Linked DNA regions of Mus musculus: all the other regions are linked to region 6. Evidence: chromatin contacts called from public HiCAR-type, HiChIP or PLAC-seq and promoter capture Hi-C data. All regions are on one chromosome and are shown on one strand. Each heading gives the region's core, a stretch centred on a gene start, on an enhancer-like site or on the middle of the called end of the contact. The rest is flanking DNA. Distances are from core to core; before and after follow the strand shown.

Region 1 (3,243 bases), core at 606-3,105, 1.9 Mb after region 6:
AAGAAAGAAAGAAAGAAAATAGTAGTTGGATGTAGTTATGCTCCCCTTAATCCCAACACTCTGGATAGAGAGGCAAGGTGGGTCTCTGTGAGTTTGAGGGTACCCTGGCCCACAGAGCAAGTTCCAGGACAGCCAGGGCTACACAGAGAAACCCTGTCTCAAAACAAATAAACAAAAGGCAACCAACTAAACAATAACCAAAAAAAAAAAAAAAAAAAAAAAACCAAATATGGTTGAGGTCCTGGGTAAACACAATCGCTAAATGTCTGGCTTTTACTGGGCTCTGATATTTTCAAATAGCACATATTTATTGATAGACACAAGTATTCATGGCATGTATATGATTTTATGAATTAAGTAGATTTAATTTTAATACTATAATGACAAGAAATCTCATCACTTCCTTCCCTCTCACAAAACCCATGTCGAGTGCACTAATGATCAGTTTTAAACAAGTCAACCATGTTTCTTTTAAAAAGACTTATCCCCTTGCCTGGTCTCAAAGATATTGAAAAGTGAGCACACGAAGCCTATAACTGGTGGGTGGGAATAAAGGCAATATACTACTACAGGAGACATCATCAGCTTGTTACAAATTTTCTTGTAATAACCCAGGGATAATCAAATATTGCAACATTTAAGTATGATTGAGCCAAGGGTATGATATCTACAATATGTAGGATTGCTATTTAGTTTTATAACTTAAAATGGTCTATGATAATGGTGGCAAAGAAGGTCTTTGCAATAAATAACTACTTATACACATACTTCATATGCATATATGTGTATTTATATCCACACTTTACAAATAGGACCATGTCTAGCACATGGAGGATTTTAGTAAATATTTGGGTGAATATCAATATGAGAACTAATAGGATCTTTTCTCCCCTTCTTTTTTTTTTTTTAACAATTTTTAATTTTATTCACCTTAGTGCTTAGATGAAATGTGGAAAATAGGTGTTGATTATCTTTCTACCTTTAATGAGTTCTGAGGAGCCTCAGACTGAGCTATCACCTCGGATCCGCACCCCTCTTCCCCCTCCACACACCCCCCCCCCCCCGCCTCCCTCCCTTCCCCTTTCTTACTTCTCCTCTATTCCTTTCGTTTTTCTTTTCTTTGAAGACGCGTCTTATGCATCCAGGCTGGCCTCTAACTCTTATGCAGCCGAGGATGACATTCCGATTATCCTGCCTCCATTTCTCAAGCCTGGGGATTACAGTCGGATACTACTTCGCCAAGATAGAGTTTATGTGCTACTGGGCATAGAACCCGGGACTTCCAGCATGTTAGTTAGGCACTCCAGCAACTTAAGCTACTTGCCTGGCCCTCACATATCTTAATGGCAAGCCTCAGTTTTAGAGACATTAATTTAGCTTAAGGCAGGGCTGGGAATTCACAGAGGAATTGTTTCCTGTAGAAGAGAAAGTCAGCATAGCAAGTACCAGCTCCAAGATAAATAAAGTTGTTTTCTATATACATTGTACAAAGAATTTGGGTGGTTAAGAGAGTGAAGCGAATCTATTAATAAACCATTAGGGATATCCCAAGGAATGTTAATTCAGGAGCATATTTCTGAAGTTATGTTTACTTAGGTTTTCCCTTTAAAAAACCTAACTAATCATTTTCCTTATCAATATTTGTCACTGGTTGTCATAAACTCATTATTAATGGGACAAGCTCTCATATGCTTCCAACCTTGCTCAATACAGGCCCCAAGTGTTCCTTTAAGCCCCAAGAGGGAACCGACTTTGGCTGAAGCCGGTGCCCAAAGCCACACCCACTGCCAGGCCTTGGGACTTGGGGCTGGCCCAGAGGAGCCTCTGCTCACACTGCGCGTTGGAATCCGGCGACCGGAGCTCTGGTGTCCCCCGCAAGAGGTGCGACTGCCCCGCCGGCCCGCTGATGGATCAACCAAGGCCACTCGGTGCGCACCACCGACGCGCTCTAGCTCATTTGCATATAGACGGGCGCGGCGCTGCGACAGGAGGGAGCGCGGGCGCGGCCCCGGGCCGTGGCGCGCGCGCGCCCTGACAGCTCGGCCCAGCTCGCTCACTCGCTCGTTCCCGGCTTCCGAGCACAGCATGGCGGTCAAGGTGACTCCAACTCTCTGCTGCTGCTTTTATTGCATAAGAGACGTTCCAAGGGCCCCGAGTGCAGCCCCCCGCCTCTTTCCGTTGCTTTCTTTGCCTGGTTCTTAGCCAGTGCGTCCCGGGGCTCTAGATTGCGGGTGGAGAGCTGTGCTGGGCTTGGACCGGAGCGAAGAGGATGCCCGGCTGGGGGAGGGGAAGGAGGAGGGATCGTGAGTTGGAGGGGCTCCTGAGGACCATGGTCGGGAGGAGGAAAAGAGTAGTGTTTTGTCCTAGGTACATGGGATTGCGAGCACAGAGTTGGAGAGCATCAGAGAGGGACTGAGAGTCAGCGGGCAGGAGAACCGGGGATACCCAGGGCATCCGCGGTGGGGGAGGGGGTGGGTGTTGTCATTTGGGGCCACAATACAGCCCAGGGCACTGGTTGACATTTGCCTGGCAGGTTGTCAGATGTCGAAAGTATCCGTATTGTGGCAGCTCTCAAGGTTTAGGTCAGATGGAGAAAGGGTCGCCAAGATGACGATGTACTGTTTCTGCTTTCCACAAGAAAGGCTGCTAGGCCCGGCTATTAATTTGGCTGTTTTACATCTCCTGTTGCTCCTCTCTTGAGGCTCTCAGGATTTGTAGCTTGGTGGTTGCTACTGTATTGCTAGTAGTTGTGGAATAAAGTAAACGATTACATTGGTTTCCCTTTCCAGTTCACAGGAAGTGCCGTCTGTAATTTGCTCTATCTTGCACTATTCACACCCTTTTCTCCCACCCCTTAGCCGTAGATCTCCGGTTTGACAGGTGTTATCAGCAATTAAGCTTTGGGTTTGTTTTTAGACTAAATGACCTTATGAAAGATAAATGAGTTGTTAGCAGATGTAAACTATAATCTAAAGAGATTATGTGGTTTCTAGCTAAGCATTAACCAGTCATTCCCCCCCCCCCCTCAGGTGCATACAACCAAACGAGGTGATCCTCATGAGCTGAGAAACATATTCCTCCAGGTAAGTGAAAGAATTTTACATCAGGGAAAGAATGGGAAGAACATGATCGTTATTCCTCTTTAAGCTCTCTAACTTTGAGAAATGCTCTTCTCACAAACATGAGTGGAGGATGTCCTTTGTACTTGGTTTGTTTTGGTTTTTTTTTGAGACAGATTTTCCT
Region 2 (3,134 bases), core at 607-3,106, 1.5 Mb after region 6:
AAGCCAATCTCTGTGGTCTGATACAGACAGAATGCTAAATAAAGGCAAAGAATGTTTTCCCTCTGTTGGCCCACAGTCACTTCTATACTAAGTTCAAATCCTCCATGGGTAAATGTATGTGTTTCTCGAATAGTGTTTGAGATTTGAAATGTCATCCTCTTGAGTTGACAAACAAACAAACAAACCCTCTCACTTCAGATTTACAGCTGACCAACAATTATTTTCGGGAGAATGCCACGCCTGCAGAGTCAGACCCCCTCCCTGCCCGGGACTATCCCACCCACAATAGACTTCTGCTTCACCTAGCAGGTGGTATCAGAAAAATCTGACCTTAAGATTTTGAAGTCCACAATATGCACAAACCCCAAAGTTGTTAAATATCCGAAAAGGGAGTTTTCTCCAGTTTAAAATAATTCTGGCCTCTCCTTTCCCCTTGGCTGCACTCTGTTCTCTCCGGTCTGCTGGTCCTGGAAGGACCTGGGTTCAACTCAAGACCTGGGCGGGGAGGAGGACCTTTTGTTGTGGGAATGAGCATGGATCAAGAATTTAACCCCACTGCGACTGGGCGACTAAGCTCCAGAAAATCTTCCCCAATCAAAGAACTGGGTCATGTGGGAGCCAACACTGTTTAAAAGGCAGAGCCAGTCGCTTTCTCCTGGAAGAAACACTTGGGAGGATGACTGTCACTTCCGAACCTTCTTTTCTAAGTCCCTCCTAGAAGGGGCACTTTGCTCTAACTCCTCCGTGAGGCCCACCCAGCACTGGGGCCGGAGGATCCTTGAGTGCTGCTGATCTATCAGGGAGCTGGGAGGGGGAGCTAGCACACCGACTCGAAGAAGCCTGTTTTCACAGCTGAGCTAGTCCTGAGGAACAGGTGCTTTTTAAGAAGCATGTTAAAGTATCTCCTGCAGGAGAGCCCACTCTGCAGGGAAAGTCATACGGGACAGCGAAAAGTGGCTTCCCAACTTCCACGCGGCGCGCGAACGAGGGAGGGGACCGGACGGTCGGAGAGTTGGAGAAAGGCCTGCATTTCCCTGGAAGACTTCCCGCAACCCTGTGTCCCATCACTGTCCCTAGTGCACACGTGAAGCTCAGCAAAGCGTGCCACCTGCCGGGGTCCCTGCAAACTAAGCCCGAAGTGGAGAACCGCGGAAAGCACTTCAGGGGAGGGGGAAAGTCAAGTATCCCGGGGCCGGGCCCGGGGTTTGTCCCTTCGGCTCTCCTCACTCCCGGGAGGCGCCGTGTGCAGGGCGCGGCGGGCCCGGATCTCTCAAGTCTTGGGCCGAAGAAGTGCGAGCGGGCAGGGCAGGGCAGGGCAGGGCAAGGTAGGGAAGGCCAGGGCAGAGCAGAGCCGAGCTGGGCTAGCCCACGGATAGGCTCTGGGCACGCGGGACGGGCGGCAGCAGGGCGCGCCCTCGTTCTCCCTGGCGCAGCGCGGCGCCCCGGTGGGGATGGGAAGAGTCGGGGAACTCACAGCCGCTTGTCCTCCGGCTGCAACTGCCAGTGCATGGCGAGCGAGAAGCCGAAGAGGCTCCCGGGATCCCCCGATTTCCGGATCACGTTGTCCTCGCGGGTGTCCAGGTTGAAGGCTGTACCCAGCCGGGCTAGAAGCCCCGCGGACAGGTAGAGCAGGCACAACTGGCCCGCGACCGCCATGGGCGCGCGCGGTGGGAGGGACCCGCGGAGCTGCTGCGGCCTCTGTGCGCGCGGGCTCGGGGCCGGGGCCGGGCTGCCTGGCGCGCCGCTGCGGCCACTTGGCCTCGGTCGCCCCTGCGCGCGGCCCCACCCCCGGCCGGCTCACGCTCACTGTGCGGCCGCTCCCCCACGCCCGCAGCTAGCTGCTGCTCAATGAGCCCGTTGTTCTCTGGAGACTCTCAAGCGTTTTATCGAGTGACCGGGACTCCGGCCCCGCCCCGCCCCGCCCCGCCCCTCCCGAGGCCCCGCCCGCCACACGCACCTTCCCTGCCGGCCCCGCCCCGCAGCGGCGCACCCGCCGCAGCCCTCCCACCTTCCCGCCACCTGCCCGGAAGCGTCCCGGAGCTTGGCAAGACTAGCCAGGCTTTTTTTCTACCTGTCACTGAACTGCGGGCCTCATAGGGCTGACTTGCAAAGACATCCGTTCTCCAAGGGTTCAAGACGCGCCTAAGTATGCCCAGCTCTTGGGGTTGGCTTGATGTTGCATACTCGCTGGCTCCCCAGGGACCCAAACGTCGAAAACGTTGCTGTGCTACTTAAAAACACACTGTTTCATTCAGGCCTAGGAAGCGGGCTTCTCTGTGCTGATGAGTTTTGGTTTTTTTTTTAAAAAAAAAAAAAAGAAAGAAAGAAAAGAAAAGAAAAGAAAAGAAAAGAAAAGAAAAGAAAAGAAAAAAGTCAACTCAGATTTTTGTGGGAAGATCTCTAGGTAGGGAACACTGAGTCCTTCTATCTTGGGCCCTGGAGTTTAGCTATTGTCCCCTTTTCTTACCCTAAGTTTCCTAGTCTAGTTAGAACTGCATAGATAGAGACAGCTAGAGGTCCGTGTGGGTGGCTTGAAGGCTTGAGTCTCGCGGGCATAGGGTGGGGCTTTCCAGCGAGGTGTTGGCTTTTGAGGCATGTTTATTTTAGGATAGAAAAACTTGCTTCAGGGACGCTCAGAACTTGGTTGAGAACAAACAATATACATTTTAGTGAACCATTTTTTATTATCCTCTGACATTTAGATTAGCATGTTTTCTCTTATGAATGTAGACAGTAAACCACAAAGGCAGGAGACTGTACCAACAACCCAATTATCAGTAGAAAATACTGTTTTATCCAGAAAAGTTGGTTGTTGCAGATGTTTCAAATTACAGTTGTTATTAGGTAGCTACTCTGCTAGATCTCGATGTATGTCAATAAAGAAGCAATTTATTACTATAGAAAAAAATGTTAACATTTTGACATATGTTAATATAATCGATTTTCTTCTTAAAAACATGTATGTTGTGCATAGGGTCTTGGTTTTCAGTAACTTACTGAACGGGCCTTGTTCTACCCTGTCTCCTATCGATGTAATTTAATATTTTAACCAAAAGCCACCTGAGGAGAAAAGAGTTTGTTTTATCTTACATTTCCAGATAATAGAACTCAGGACGGGAACCTGGAGCAGAGAC
Region 3 (2,827 bases), core at 226-2,725, 1.9 Mb after region 6:
ATTTATTTATTATATCTAAGTACACTGTAGCTGTCTTCAGACACACCAGAAGAGGGCATCCGATCTCATCATAGATGTTTGTGAGTCACCATGTAGTTTCTAGGATTTGAACTCAAGACCTCCGGAAGAACAGTCAGTGCTCTTACCAGTCCTGCTCCCTGGGGCCTGAAGATTGATTGATTGAATGATTATATGTAAGTACGAGCACCAGAAGAGAGCATCAGATCTCATTACAGATGGTTGTAAGCCACCATGTGGTTGCTGGGATTTGAACTCAGGACCTCTGGAAAAACAGTCAATGATCTTAACAGCTGAGCCATCTCTCCATCCCCCATTTGCAATTTTTTCCCCCGAGACAGGGTTTCTCTGTATAGCTCTGGCTGTCCTAGAACTCACTCTGTAGACCAAGGCTGGCCTCGAACTCAGAAATCCGCCTGCCTCTGCCTCCCAAGTGCTGGGATTAAAGGCATGCGGCACCACTGCCTGGTGTATTTGCAATTTTTAAGATGAGATCACATATACTTTCTGCCACACTATCTTTCACTTTCTTATCACTATCTTTCCCCTACCCCTTCTACCGCATGAACTTAGAGAACTGCCTAAAATCTCCATGTCCAGTCAACGCAGAAAGTACCTGTTACGTAATCGTCTTAACCTCAAGCTGTGTTTCCTATTTTAAAGGCTCTGTTAAATACAGGGCTGCACACACAGAACTCCTCTGAAAGGAAATACGCACCTAGTTTCAGCTCGATTGCTGTGTTGGTGTTACACTTGTACTCTGCTAGTTTCTTCTCCACGGCACTCTTATACTCCACCAGAAATTTCTCCAAGGCTAGAAACGAATAAAGCACAGCAAGAGGATTCTACTACACACAGCACAGAAGTTCCATTCTAAGTGACAAGTTGGGCAGTGTAAAAACGACTTTCTCAAAGGACATCTAAAAAAACAATGATCTCAGGAATCCTGAAGGGTTATGAGACCCTGAGTGTGCCCTGAACCAGGGCAGGGCAGCAGCACCGCGCTCGCTCAGAAGTTGGCTGGGAGGGAGGTGGGCAGGGCCCTGGAGAGGATCAGCTGGCGGGAACTGGACCTAATGGGTTACATTAGGGCGACAGTGAGCAAAGGGGAACGAGGGGGTGAAAGGCTCCGAGGCAGACCGCGCTCCACCAGACCAAACTGAGCGCCTTGCCTGAGCTCAAGGCCCGGGAGGCCCACGGGAGGCGCCGAGCGTCAGCACCGGGGGCGGTGGCGCCGAGCGCGGCCCACCGGGAGCCAGTCCCCGACCCTCAGTGCCTCGCGGAAGGGAGAGGCCTTCTGGAACCTCTGCTAGAGCCCGAAAGTTCCAGGCGGCCACTGTCACGGCCGCCTCAACGTTCTTCCCCAGAAGCACCCGCCTCCTCCCCTTGCTAAACTTTTCCCGGGAACTTACCCGCCATTTCCGAGCTCCGAGCGCCCGCAGCTGAGGAAGGACAAATCAACCCGCGCGCTCCCGGGCCGGAAGTGACCGCAAGGACTTACGCGTTTCCCCCGCCCATCCTCGGCGAGCCACGAACCAATGAGAGGGAGAAGGTCCAGGCGCGCGGCGGCGGAAGTGCCTCAGGAGGCGGGGCTAGCACCGTGAGAAGGCGCCCGCGGTTGCCTAGCCACCGCACGTGAGGATGCCCTCACCCCATGTCTTCGGCGTCCCAGCCTGTGCGGCTTGCTGGCCACTAGAGACTTGCTTAGAAATTAATGTGAATTCTCAAACAGCTTAAGGCGATTGTCCTTCCCATCTTTTGGCCCGAACGCAAGTTTTTCTGTGGGGGTTTCATTTCGAAGTTTTTAAACTTTTTGATTCAACTTTGCCATAACCCATTTTAAAAGGTTCCTCTGAATTTTATTCGTATTTTGGAGCTGGGTGACCAATTCAGAGTCATACTTATGGTAGACATAAGGCTCTGCCACTAACCCATTATAGACTTTCTTTGTGCTCCCAAATTGAAAAATAGTGCCATATTAAAGAACTCAGGGACCCAAAATGGAAGACTCCCGAAAGCTGTGCTCTGATTACATGCTAGCGTGCACAACTATTAAAAGTAAAATTTAGAAATATACCTGCTTTTGCTCTTAAGTTTTCTGGACAACCATTTAGCTCACTAAAAGTGGTTACTAACACTACCTCAAGTGGCTTGATTTAGTTGGACTTGTATGAGGTCCTAGTGGCTTGAACTAATCATAGGATACTACCCATTTTTAATCATGGGCCTTATTATTTAGTTGCTTTTGGATTTTTTTTTTTCTCCCAGAGGATAATTTGCTATTTACCTCTACGATGGTATTCAAATACCAGACTCCCTGGTGTCAACACATTTGCTGATACGCTTTAAAATGATGCATGCCGTATGGAAAGTTGATCTTTGGTATATCGGGTCTCTCTAGAAAAGAAGGAACCAATGGAATGAACATATATTAAAAGATGACTTACCACCTTGGCTTATGTGGTACACTTGGAGAGGCCAGACAGTGGTTGTCTCACAGCAAATGCTGAAAACCTGGTGGTCAGTCCTCAAAGCTAGGAGCCTCAGCCCAATCTGCCTGTGAAGACCTGAGGGACTCCTGGAGAACTGTTGGGTCTCTGCCTAGCAAGGTTCTAATACCAGCGCTTGAGAAGGCTAGGCTGACTCCATGACAGGCTTCAAATTGGCAGTTAAGGAGGTTAGGCCTAAATCTCTTACCAAGACCTGGGCAAGTCCAGGCAAGTCCAGGCCTCCGAAGCCGGCCCGCCACCTGTCTGGCCACCTGTCTGGCCCGAGGCAAGGACAATGGGTCAGCAGCAGTTTCCAGGCC
Region 4 (2,831 bases), core at 249-2,748, 1.4 Mb after region 6:
AAGGCAAAGACCATCAACACAGTATCACCAACCATCAAGTGGAACCAGCTCAGTTGTCTGATTCCTGAGACCATCACCTCCCCCTTCCTCCACTCTTGAATCCAGATGTTTGGCAGAAGAGTTGATAAGTGTCCCTCCCCTGGCAAGCACCTTCACTTGAACTAAAAAAGTCACATTTCAGCAATCCATTTGAAACTAAGTGGACCTCGCAGATGGAACCTTAGCAGAAAACTATCTTGTCAACAGTAGCAGTATTATTAAGGAAAGCATCTTGCCAAAGTTTAATAGCGTATTCATGAACAAGGTGAACATTGCTACACCACAGTACAGGCATTCACAAATAAAAGCAAAACACACACACAAAACGGGGGCCTTTCATAGTCCCTTACTAAAGAAACACAAGGAAAAGCACCTGTCACTTCAAACCACAATTTTAAGATAAAGTACCTACCCCCACCACTAATCTCTCGTGCGTGCTAACCATGTTATAACCTGGCAGCACGACACAGAAGATAACTTTTTCTACTCCAGAACTTTCGGATTTCAATGTTAAGAGTTTATTCTAAGCATTTCCCTTTCCGCCTCATTACTCCTGATGAGAAGCCAAAAGTCAAAGGCCTAATTCTGCAGTTCTGCAATCTGTTACACACAGACAAGACCATGCACTTTACACGTGCTTGAGACTGGCTGCTGTTGAAACGAATTTGCTCTCGGTGAAAACACTGGCGAGGAAAGCACTGGGCCAGTAGTAACTTGTTTTCCAGCCATCACGCCACTCCAAACGATCGCCACTGTGCTGGCACCGATCTCGCCTCTGCAGAACACCACCCTCGAAGCAGTTTGAGCCCTGGCCTTGAACCTGAGCAAGGCATCCCCAAAGACACCAGGTCCCCAAGCGCGCACCTACGCACGTGCGCGGAAGGCTGCAGCCGCGGGCCCCCTGCTTTGTTTTTTTGGGTTTGTAGTTTTTTTTTTTTTTTTAAACACACTATAGTCGCACGTCCCTGTTACGTGCCCGGCCTTCCAGCGCCCGCTCCCTCCGAGGAGGAAGGAAGCACCTAAGACGCAGGGGGGGCGACACGAGGGAGGAGGAGGGGTGCGCCTGGGAGGACGGGGCCCGTGCACAGAGGCCCGACGGCCCAGCGGCCGCCCTCACCGAAGTCCAGGAACTGCTTCATGGAGAGTGGCGACGGCGAGAAGCGCGCATAGAAGTCCACCTGGCCCGGAACGCCAAGCTCCGACGCCGGCCCGGAACCCGAGGCCGAGGCCGAGGCCAGGCTACGGCTGGCGCAGGGGACGGCGCAGAGCGGCCTGACGCTCGTGCCGCCCCGCAGCAGCCTTGCCAGCCTCATACCGAGCCCCGCCGGAGGAGCCGGAGCTCCGGGCGCCAACCTGCGGCTGTATGCCGCTGCCCGGGCGCTACGTGCGGGACGTGGCTGGCCGCGGGGGCGGGGAGCTGCTGTCAGCGCTGCGGCCACCGCCCCCTCGCTGGAACCACGCCCCCGTAGGCGGAGCACGGACAGCACGGAGGAGGGCGAAAGGCTGCGCTAGCCACCGCCCCTGGTTAAAGACACGCCCATGTAGGCGGGGCCCTGGGAGGACGGAGGCGGGGAAAGAAAAAAAAAAAGGGAGCGCTGCTGAGCTTTGTGGGGTGTGGTGCAGCTGAAACCACCCGGAGCGAGTGGCCGCCGTGGGAGCCCGGCTTAAACGATCCAGCTTGCGCTGTGTTGCACCCCTTTGCACCCTTTCGTACTTCCTCCGCCCTCCCAGTCTCAGCGGAAAAGCTCTAGGCTGTGCGAGATCGTTGGCAATGAGCCTGTTCTCATTGCCCTTGGATCATGCAAGCCCTTGATTTGCAGGTGCAGCCGAACAGTGGTACAAGAGTTGAACTTGGGGGTGTGGCTCTAAAGAATTCCACAGCAACGAAAGTCCCGGGAAGAGCGCGTTGAAACACTTTATGCAAGCAATATTGCCACAGTACTTAAAGACTACTCGCTCTTTTTCTGTTAACTCATCTTAGAGTTACAATGTGCCTGCTCCATCTTTTCAATGTATAGAGATAGTGAATGTAGAATTAGAACATATTTAATATCTAACCCCACGAAAATCACGTCTGTCTTCTGAACACTGTAAAGTCCCCATCCAACTACCCTAACATTTGCTGTGTCTTAGGTGCAAGAAAACTATCCTGCCACGTGTGAAGTTTATCAATTATGTAGAATACACACCGAATAACACTTCATAGCTCCATGCTGGTCGCTTTTGGGTTTTGTTTTGGTTTTGTTTATGTTTTATGAGACAGGGTTTCTCTGTATAGCCGTGACTGTCCTGGAACTCGCTCTGTAGACCATGCTGGCCTCGAACCCAGAAATCCACCTGCCTCTGCCTCCCAAGTGCTGGAATTAAAGGCATGCGCCACCACTGCCCCGCTCGCTATTGGGTTTTGAAAAAACACAAATCATGAAGTCTGGGATGTAGCTCATATCCAAAGCCCTGCGTTTCATCCCCAGCACAAGGAAAGAAAAAACAAAAGCAACCCCCCCCACCCCACCCCCCCACATTGTGTTGGCCCAGGTTTATAATTTCAGCGATCTGCAAGTGGAAGCAGCAATGTGGGAGGTGAGAATTCTAAGGTCATCCGAAATCATGCCAGCCTGTTATTCTGACTCCTATCTGAAAACAAAGAAACAAATACCTGCCCACCCTCCCCCAACATACACAGAAAAACAGAAATTAGATCAGAGTCCCTTTAAAGAAAGCTGTTATTCTGTATCCAACAAACTGTGTGTAGCACAAAGCGGGGATATTGTCCGCATGGAAACAAAAGCAAG
Region 5 (3,148 bases), core at 81-2,580, 1.3 Mb after region 6:
AATTTAGATTACTGATCACATTAGCAAGCTCTTGGCTTAAATGTGCCTTTAATTCCTCCACAGAATTCTGTATGACTTAACCATCTCTTCAATTGTCTTACTGTTTACTGCATATAATTTCTCTAATATTAGAACATACCATTTTAGTCAGAAATGGGGCAATGCCTGCCAAAAATATTCTTGCTACTGTGTAGTAACTAAAAATCGAGAATGTTTATCACATTAAGTTATTCAAATGAGTTCATTTAGCTCTTTTCAGTTAGTTAATATCTTTCCATCAAAGGCCTACAATAGTGGAACAGGCACAGCCGGCCACTCTTCAGATCCTCAAGTTTGATCCGGTCACAAATCTGTTCATTGAAAAATTTTCAATATGGCAGAGCACAAAATAATTCCCACAAATGCAATTCGGATATCATGCAGATTGCTGAAGGATGTGAATCACTGGCCTTTGGCACCAAACTCTGGGACTCAGAGGCTGGTCACGCTGCAAGGCGTTTGCTTGTTTCTTTCAAAGTTCAGATGCATCACCTTTCTCCTTAGGGTAATAAACTATAATTGCTAACATACTGTGTAATGTTTACTGTTAAATTTGCAATCTGGACAAACAGAAAATTCCACCGACAGAGCCTAGAAACAACTGCAGTGTGTTGTCACCCACGGCACCTTCATCAGAGGCTGGCGAGAGCCAGCACTCTCTGCGGTTTAAATTTCTCTTTAGAGTGAGGGTCTTTTCTGCAGAAGATTAAGACGCCTCCGGTGACCTTCCTAACACAGACCTTGAGAGAGCGCCCGCGGGAAGAGGGCTGTGGATTTCAGCAAGGGACTTGACAGCTCCACTGAGTCCCTAACACTTGGTTTTCCGGAAACAAAAAAGGTGACTGCACCTGCATGAATACCCCCCTTCTCCCCGCCCCTCCTGGAAACTTAAATGACATTCTCCCTGAGGGTCTGGACAGCCTGAAGCTCGCATGTATGTACCCTCCCTGGTCTTAGTGCCCATTGGAAACCACCCACCCACCCACCCATGAATGGAGCGTGGAGTCGCAGCGGGGCGGAAGGGGACCAGGGCAGGCTGGCACCTTGTCCCCCACGGCGCCGCATTCTGTTCCCGGCACGTGGAATGCTCTCCCGCAGGTGGCACCCCACGAGTGGACCCCCGCGACCCAGATCCCGCACCCCACCCCACGTACCTTTTATCCAGGCAGGCGATCCACTCGGCCGAGGACTGAGAGTGTGCAGCGTGCGCAGCGACCATGTTGGGCAGCAGCGCGCGGTGGCCCCGGGCCGCGGCCACCTCCCGCGCGCCTCCCGGCGGGCTCCCGCGGCCTGCGGGGCGGGGACCGAGGGGCGGGCCAGGCGCGAGGCCCGCGCTGCACTGCGGCGCCCGCGTGGGAGCCCAGCCGCCCCGCCCGCCCGCCAGGAGCGGCGACCCCACGACACCTGCGGCAGGTGCCCCGCTCCGCCAGGCCCGCGTCTACCCTCACCTCGGGGGAGGGAAGAAGGGGGAGTTCTGCTGCGATGCCACCCGGTTGCGCGTGGGGAGGGGATGTCAGACTCTATATATTTTTCGTACAGCAAATGCCACTAAAATGGCTGCTGCCTCTCCGTTTCCTTAGAAACCCATTAGTCCTCCTCGGTGGCTGTCAAAACTTGCTAGCTGATCCCAGCTCACCTTTACAGTCTGCTGTTTAAATTGGGATGAGAGAGGGCAGGGCTGGGAAGGCTTGCGATGAGGTGGGGGTGGGGGACATCATGGTCTCTTGATGTGGACCCCAAAGGATAAATGATTCGGAAGGTTGAGGGGCGTTGGGGGCTGGGAAAAACAGAGACAGTCTGAAGCAAAGGACCCAGGAGACCAGAGGATTAAAAGGGGGTGCAAACTGAAGTCACTGGCCTTGAACCTCAGACTTACTTGGACTCCATGTCCCAACCACGACAAAAAGAAGCAATTAAGAATGGGATATCCCTGAGACCCATGCAGAACTAAGGTTTCAGGCCTGGAAGCCAAGTTCCTGGGCACTCCATGAACTTGGGTGGTTAGCCTCTACTCTCCCACAGCCTTCCTCTTCCCAGGTTCAGTGCGGAGGGTGGCCACAGCTGCCTGTCTTCCTGTAGGTGTTCACTGTAAGTGTTATGCCTAGAAGTCGTTCAGTTATACCCTGCCAAAAAATAAAAAAATAAAAAGAAATAAATTTACATGGACCGTTGTTCAGGAATTTGGGGACAAGTTAAATCTGTTGGACTCCTATCAAGCGCTGTTTCGATATTTGTGACATACACTTAGGAATAGGCATGGGTGGAACGGAACAGGGCTTTATCCTCGATCATTTGCTACTGTCCCTACACACACCGCCCATTTAGGGCCGATGCAGGGAGACTGGGGAGCAGGAAACAGCCTGTGCCTTCTGGGATGCTTTGATTCTCTTACAACAACCTTGACCTTAAATCTCTCCAGAAAAATTTTCCATTTCCCCATGTTCAATAGACAGGATCTGGTTTCAGACCCACAACCAAGTGTTTTCAGCAGAAACTCCCTGTTCTGGGCTTGTCCCTCAGCTGAGTTTCATTCCGTTAATCTCTATTATTTACCATAAATATCTCTTAACATATTATACCACATAAAGACTTCCAAAGGTGTCATCTTATATGGTGTGAAGGAGACATGTCTTCTAAATATTTTTTGTTTATAAAGGTATCTGAGCTATTGGGACATTTCAAGGTTACTGAACGCTTGCTCCAAATGCCTCAGAGAATACTTAGAGGTGAGGAGCCAGAGGAATAAAAGACAATATATCACCTGTCATCATTCTCATTTAGTCTGGGGGTCAGTCTGAGAGGCAGGGACAGAGGGACGAGAAGACTCCACAAGGGACACTAAAGAAAAATGGAACAAAATAGTGCAAATTCTATTTTGAGGGAGACTATTAACTAGCAAAGGAGGACACTTAGGGGCTGCTTGTCATGGATAAGGTCTCCAAAAGTCCTCCACATATGCAAAGCATTTTAAGATCTGTCTCATAAAGTGCAAGGCCTTTGTTTGTTTTGTGGGAGCACTGACTTACCTCTAAGGACAAGCAGAATTATTTAACTACTACCTAGAAGGAGCACCAACAACGATTAGATTAGCTCGTTCAGAGCATGTGAG
Region 6 (2,960 bases), core at 35-2,534:
GGGTCGTCAGGGGGCTCGTGTTGCCGATCTTGTTGCAGGTCGCCGCCAGCATGGCCAACGGGGTCGTTCCGAAGCGTGGCTCTTCCTAGAGTGGGTGGGGTGAAGGAGGGAGCGAGGAGGAGGAGGAGGAGGGCAGGGAGAAGTGGGGGAAGACACAAAGTGCACCGGTGAGCAGCCTCGTTCCCCCCGCGCAGATCCCGGAGGGCCCTGGCACCCCGGCTCGCGCCTCCTCCCCGCACGCTGGCGGGGGACGCGCCGCGCCCCGCGCAGGACAGAGGCGACCACGAGCGAGTAGGAAAGTTGTTCCTCAGTGAGACTATAGATCAGAAATGCCTCGGTTTTCGCCACTTCGTTCGCTGCCACCCTTGTCTAGAATCAGACTTGGGTTGACGCCATAAGCCCGCTCATCTCCCAGAAGCTCCCAAGTCGCCCTTCCGGGTGTAGCACGAAGGTAAACACACACAAGAAATAACGGGTGAGGGCGGGGGGTGGTGGCCAAAACAGCCACCCAGTGCTGGAAGAAACTCTTAGAACATTCCTCGAATGAGTGGCTACGACTTGGCTATTTTCTTTTATAGTTCAGAAACGTAGTTTTGATATTTACACAACGCACACGATTACAAAAAGAATCCAAGTATAAGCGGCTTTCAAAGTCAAGGGCAAACTGGGGAGCCACGCTAATGTAAGTGTTTATTAATGTAACTTCGTGGCCTGCAAAACAAGACTTTCCAGAAAACACTGTAATGTAATGCAACAACCCCCAAACCAAGTGGCGGGGGGTGGGGTTGGGAGTGGGGGAGTGATGTTAAAATCAAGAAGGGAAGAAAAGAAACATTCGGCTTTGCCTCAAAAACCAGTTAAAAGGGAACTTGCTTAAGACATTCTTTTCTTGCAAAGGCAAAAGGTCCCAGGTTCCAATAACTTGAAAAGATCGGTTCCAGAAATGTAGAAAATGCTAAAAGGAAACCAGAGCTGTGGTATAGCAACAGTTTCTTGAGAGATTCTGGCCCAGAGAAGCCATAAGAAAACAAAACAAAAACAAAAAACCACCACCAACAACACAAAAACAAAACAAACAAAAATGAGCAAAGCCTTTGCAGCGAGTCTTTTTCACTTACCCCAAGTATAGACGTGGCCATAGCAGGTTTTGGGCTGCGCGGCGAGGCCCGGAGCGGTGTTAAGCCTGGCGGCTGCTGGGAATCACGATTCAGGTCCCGCGCGGCTCCCGCGTCCCGCGCTCGCGCCGAGCGGACTCTGGGCTCCCGCCGGCAAAACTCAGCCTAAGTGCGAGGAGCACCCGCTTTGAAGTGCCGCTGGCTGCGCCTCTCGCCCAATGAGGGCGCAGGCAGAGCAGACGGGAGCTGCCCCGCAGCCAATCAGACGCTCCGAGGGGCCCGAGCCCGGGCTCCTGGCGCGTGCCAGTCAAGTCTGCGGGCGTGGGTGGGAGGGGGGCGGGCTAGGGACAGAAGAAATTACAGTGCAATTAAAAATTTACACACACTCACGTACCAAGCCAGGTTTAAGTACTGTTGAGACCAAGCCGCAGGCCCCCACCACTCCCACCACCCTGGCCACCTTGCTACGTAGGGCTGACAGTCTTCACTCTCCACTTGTGGGAAAGAAGCAGGAGAGGGACACCCCGGCCTAGGGCACAAGCAGAAATGGTCTGCGTTCACTTTGTGTGTACACGTTGTTGCTGCGAAGAACTTGAACTTGTAGCCATCACTCTTGCGATGGATTTATCCTTGTCGTGGTCGTTTTCCCAGATTCCTGCTCCCACCGTACTCTTTTTATACTCAGAGTCCTATTGAGCAGAGGGCGCAAAGGACAGCTGGGCCTCTCCAGGCAGGTCTACACCCACAGACTTGTTAGGAGAGCCCAGAGCCTGCTGCATCCCGCCATTTCCCTCCAGCGGTCTAAGTGACTTCCTAATTGTCGCTCTGGCCTCTGACCCAGGGGGTAATACAAGTGCCTATCACACCAGAAGCTCCTGGTGGTAATTGAGGGCACCCTTTGTATGGCTTCGCCAGCGCCTAGATACCAGGTTAACCCAGTTGTCAAATATGACTAAACAGTGGGACGTGCTGATTATCTGCCAGGTTTTTCTGGGGGCTGGCGTGGGGGTGGGAAGCATCAGCCCATACAACACTCTGCACGAAGCCGCTTATTTTCACATTGTAACAACTTTGGAAACGGAGACCGGCGCGAGCGGCGTCCGCCCCCCCACCGCCACCCCCGCCGAAGCTGCAGCTTGCACCGCTGTTTGTTTAACCCGGTGGAGATTTGCATGTCGGATTTCAGGTTGAAGTCGAGTTTTAGGGGATGTTTATAGAGTCATTTTTCTTGCTTCAGATTCAAACTATCTCCACTGCAGACTGCTAGGGCCTAGAAACTCCGTCTTCAGGGCCAAGGGACTCCAAAGGAAGGCTCATCTTCATCAGGCACCCTGCTGACACAGCCTTTGGAGGACCTCTCCGGAGCCTTCACCGAGAGAGTCTGCGAAAGCCAGGCCACACGTGGGCGCCTCCGCCTTCTGCAAGCTGGAAGCATCTTCAAAGCCTCTCTGGACCTTGGTGTAAAAAGAGGTGTCCTCACGCATCGCAAGGCGCCGCCGCTGGAGGGTTTCCTGTTTCTGGGCATTACTTTTGTCTTTTCCAGGGTAGCCAGAGGCAGCTTTTGAACTAGAAATACCAGCGCCCTCAGGCAGGTCTGGATACTTAAACGTGTAAGCACGTCCCCCCTCCAAACCACATCCTGCTTTTTAAAATAATAACTCCCAACCCTAAATGATCGGGTGCAAAAGACAATTTGTCGGGGGAACGACAAGTCAGGAGGATGTGAAGTTGTTTTTCCAGGTTGAGTTCATTTGCAAGATCTCTAGGCCCAAAAGTAAGTCCACCGCAAGACTTCTCTCTCACCTTAAGGTGGAAGACCAGGCCTGCACGCACCGGCTCTTCGTG
Region 7 (2,974 bases), core at 167-2,666, 1.7 Mb after region 6:
TGCTTCAGATGGCGCGCACTAGCACAATTTTGTGGCTTTTAATTACTATTTTGTTCTTTTGGGGGGTTTCAGAGGCTGGCGCCTGGGCGTGATTAGACTGTCTACCAGGCCTGTAACAACCTCCTACACTGTCCACCAGGTGGCGCCACAAAGCAGGCGCTACCGCAATCTTCAAACTTGAGAGTCCATCACTGCGCTGAGTCCATCCATCACCCTTCTTTTGAAAATCCCAACCACCAGAGAGGGGAACTCATCACTTGGAAAAGAAAGAAAGAAAGAAAGAAAGAAAGAAAGAAAGAAAGAAAGAAAGAAAGAAAGAAAGAAAGAAAGAAAGAAAGAAAGAAAGAAAGAAAGAGAGAGAGAGAGAGAGAGAGAGGAAGGAAGGAAGGAAGAAAGAAAGAAAGAAAGAAAGAAAGAAAGAAAGAAAGAAAGAAAGAAAGAAAGAAAGAAAGAAAGAAGAAAAATAAAAATAAAGAAAGAAACCTAGAGAAAGAAATTACAACAGTGGAGTAAGATCCTAGAACACGAAAATGTAAAATAAAGTAGACAAAATAAAACTTCTTATATTTATTGTTTATATCAAGAAAACGTGTGATAATGAATCTTGATAAATCTCTAATATTACTTCAGTATCTCTTTTTTTTTTTCATTCCCCTTTTCATAAAAACACCAATGCAAACGACTTTGAAGGCTGTCTAGTCTGGCCTACCTTTCCCAAGGAGGGAACCTCAGAATCAGTTTCCAGCTAGTGGCTCAGATGTGCGTCATTACTAGAGACCTTTATGTGTATGAGGAAAAGTGATTTCAAATACATTACTAGTAATAATACCTTTGGGCTTATAGAGCTCTTCTCTCAAGCAAAAAGGAAAAACGTTAAACATTATCCAATTAATTGTCGTAATATCTCTGTGGGTAGTTTGGGAAGCATAGGTTATTATACGCGGTTTATGGATAATTTAAATCAATTGCCCGTCAGGTGCAAAGTGGCTGACAAGAGTAGTGCGAGCCAGGCACCTCGAGGAAAAGTATCTGGAGAAAAAGGAGACAGAGCTGGCTCGGCCCTCTTCCTGGCTTTATTTGATTAAGGCGAAGTTGGACAAGAGATGTAAATCGTTAGACTTGGCTCTTGAAAGCAGAGTAAGGTGGGAGACCCCATTTCTTTCCCGGAGCCTTATGTCCTGTTGCGGGCCATCCCGCACCCTATCCAGCTCCAGATCGGGTACCCACTTTCTGCAGTGCTTGTACACGCACCCACCGCGGCCGCCTTGCCCGCCACGTGACACGCGGGTCCCGGGGCCGCCCGGTCGCGGACTCCCGGCGCCCCGCGGCTCATTCCTTCTGATTGGCTGTTGCTAGGTGACGTTGCCCGCGGTCACGTGATAAGTGTTAAATGCCCACCCTGCAGGAGCCTGCCCGGCAGACAATCGTAAAGCTGCTCGGGGGTCGCTCACCTGCTCCCGCCTCCTGGAGCCCCTACCGGGTCTGACCGCTCTTGCCCCCTCCATTGCCCGCCCCCCGCCCGAGCCGGGCCAGGAGCCGAGAGGTCCGAGAGGCCCGGGAAGGATGCGGCCAGCAGCTGCGGTCCCGAGCCACGCACGGTGATCGCCTCCTCCAGGGGAGGAGGCGCCTAGACCGTAGCCTCATTTCTTGTTTTCCTCTCCCTCCCCCTCCCCGTAATTACATTGGTTGCTGGAAGGGACCCGGAGAGATAGACAGAGGAGGCGCCTCGCATCCCCCTCTCGCCCGCCACCCGTGCTCTTTCCTGTCCCGGGTCAGGATGACTGGAGTCTTTGACAGTCTGGTGGCTGATATGCACTCGACCCAGATCACCGCCTCCAGCACGTACCACCAGCACCAGCAGCCCCCGAGCGGTGCGGGCGCCGGCCCTGGCGGCAACAGCAACAGCAGCAGCAGCAACAGCAGCCTGCACAAGCCCCAGGAGTCGCCAACCCTCCCGGTGTCCACGGCTACGGACAGCAGCTACTACACCAACCAGCAGCACCCGGCGGGCGGCGGCGGCGGGGGGGCCTCGCCCTACGCGCACATGGGCTCCTACCAGTACCACGCCAGCGGCCTCAACAATGTCTCCTACTCCGCCAAAAGCAGCTACGACCTGGGCTACACCGCCGCGTACACCTCCTACGCGCCCTACGGCACCAGTTCGTCTCCGGTCAACAACGAGCCGGGTAAGCATCGCAAGCATCTAGGGTGCCCAAGTCACGGGGAGGGACCGGGTAAGCATGGGGTGGGGGGCAGTCCGGAGCTCTAGCCTTGCACTCTGTGCATCTCTTGCTCCCGCCCTGAACTCTGCCCAATCTCCAACTGCACGCGAATCGCAGTTTCTGCCTCTCCACGCTCCGGGGGACAGAGTCGGTGGGCGGTTGGGCCAGTTGGCATGCTGTGGGTAGCGCATAGCTTTGCTGCCCGCCTCTTCTTTCTCTCTTGCACAGCTCCCCCGGGTCCCTTGCAGGGTTCCGTGGCCAGGCCAGTCGGCGCGTGCTGAAGTTGGGAAGGCCTCCTCAAGTCTCTAAAGGCCTCCGCTCCGAACTTTAGGACCGCGGGGTTGGACGGTGGGTGCTCACCACTCACTTTTCGTTGCAGACAAGGAAGACCTTGAGCCTGAAATCCGAATAGTGAACGGGAAGCCAAAGAAAGTCCGGAAACCACGCACCATCTACTCCAGTTTCCAGCTGGCGGCCCTTCAACGACGCTTCCAGAAGACCCAGTATCTGGCCCTGCCAGAGCGAGCCGAGCTGGCGGCGTCCCTGGGCCTCACCCAAACTCAGGTGAGCAAGGTGGGAGATGGCCTGCTTTCTCTAGGAAGCGGGCACGTCCGGAACAACTTTTCAAAAGTATATTTTCACCTGTGCTTTTTTATTCCGGGCAAAGTAAACTTCTAGGCCCAATGCTTAAAACAAACAAACAAACAAAATAAGAAATTTTTTTCAAAGGGGGCAGCCGCATGGGAGGAAAG

Evidence for each region. Promoter capture Hi-C pulls out the DNA fragments that hold promoters and counts their contacts. HiCAR-type assays count read pairs that join an accessible place to other places. HiChIP or PLAC-seq counts read pairs in DNA pulled down with a chosen protein or histone mark.
Region 1: a contact with region 6 is called in a promoter capture Hi-C map of pre-B cells, with 3 times the contacts expected there. The contact joins the promoter of Slc25a12 here to the promoter of Sp9 in region 6.
Region 2: a contact with region 6 is called in a promoter capture Hi-C map of hippocampal neurons, with 6 times the contacts expected there. The contact joins the promoter of Itga6 here to the promoter of Sp9 in region 6.
Region 3: a HiCAR-type map of astrocytes shows a contact between it and region 6, with 4 times the contacts expected there. The contact joins the promoter of Hat1 here to the promoter of Sp9 in region 6. A contact is called at or near these places in 1 of 39 promoter capture datasets (hippocampal neurons) and 1 of 115 datasets of contacts at active chromatin or transcription factors (astrocytes).
Region 4: a HiCAR-type map of kidney shows a contact between it and region 6, with 10 times the contacts expected there. The contact joins the promoter of Pdk1 here to the promoter of Sp9 in region 6. A contact is called at or near these places in 4 of 39 promoter capture datasets (embryonic stem cells, hippocampal neurons, liver and 1 more), 5 of 115 datasets of contacts at active chromatin or transcription factors (astrocytes, embryonic hindbrain, forebrain and 2 more) and 1 of 9 other capture datasets (embryonic trunk).
Region 5: a HiCAR-type map of astrocytes shows a contact between it and region 6, with 5 times the contacts expected there. The contact joins the promoter of Rapgef4 here to the promoter of Sp9 in region 6. A contact is called at or near these places in 7 of 39 promoter capture datasets (embryonic stem cells, frontonasal cranial neural crest, hippocampal neurons and 3 more), 4 of 115 datasets of contacts at active chromatin or transcription factors (astrocytes, embryonic forebrain, forebrain and 1 more) and 3 of 9 other capture datasets (embryonic stem cells, embryonic tail and embryonic trunk).
Region 7: a contact with region 6 is called in an H3K27ac HiChIP or PLAC-seq map of embryonic stem cells, with 38 times the contacts expected there. The contact joins the promoter of Dlx2 here to the promoter of Sp9 in region 6. A contact is called at or near these places in 11 of 39 promoter capture datasets (cranial neural crest, embryonic stem cells, frontonasal cranial neural crest and 2 more), 1 of 15 datasets of contacts at CTCF or cohesin (stem cell-derived epiblast-like cells), 81 of 484 Hi-C or Micro-C datasets (B cells, LSK cells, arterial endothelial cells and 37 more), 16 of 115 datasets of contacts at active chromatin or transcription factors (SST interneurons, astrocytes, embryonic forebrain and 6 more) and 5 of 9 other capture datasets (adipose tissue, embryonic stem cells, embryonic tail and 2 more).

The regions. Positions count from the first base shown.
Region 1 is chr2:71,366,367-71,369,609 of GRCm38.p6, reverse strand. It overlaps Slc25a12 (solute carrier family 25 (mitochondrial carrier, Aralar), member 12), which reads left to right and starts at 1,855. Exons shown (of 18, transcript NM_172436.4): 1 at 1,855-2,097; 2 at 3,030-3,083. The coding sequence starts at 2,086.
Region 2 is chr2:71,785,661-71,788,794 of GRCm38.p6, reverse strand. It overlaps Itga6 (integrin alpha 6), which reads right to left and starts at 1,856. Exons shown (of 26, transcript NM_008397.4): 1 at 1,475-1,856. The coding sequence starts at 1,656.
Region 3 is chr2:71,387,908-71,390,734 of GRCm38.p6, reverse strand. It overlaps Hat1 (histone aminotransferase 1), which reads right to left and starts at 1,475. Exons shown (of 11, transcript NM_026115.4): 1 at 1,431-1,475; 2 at 737-832. The coding sequence starts at 1,437.
Region 4 is chr2:71,871,891-71,874,721 of GRCm38.p6, reverse strand. Pdk1 (pyruvate dehydrogenase kinase, isoenzyme 1) reads right to left here and starts at 1,498. Exons shown (of 11, transcript NM_172665.5): 1 at 1,157-1,498. The coding sequence starts at 1,352.
Region 5 is chr2:71,979,397-71,982,544 of GRCm38.p6, reverse strand. It overlaps Rapgef4 (Rap guanine nucleotide exchange factor (GEF) 4), which reads right to left and starts at 1,330. Exons shown (of 31, transcript NM_001204165.1): 1 at 1,194-1,330. The coding sequence starts at 1,258.
Region 6 is chr2:73,270,250-73,273,209 of GRCm38.p6, reverse strand. Sp9 (trans-acting transcription factor 9) reads right to left here and starts at 1,284. Exons shown (of 2, transcript NM_001005343.2): 1 at 1,119-1,284; 2 at 1-85. The coding sequence starts at 1,139.
Region 7 is chr2:71,545,196-71,548,169 of GRCm38.p6, reverse strand. Dlx2 (distal-less homeobox 2) reads left to right here and starts at 1,416. Exons shown (of 3, transcript NM_010054.2): 1 at 1,416-2,186; 2 at 2,602-2,786. The coding sequence starts at 1,778.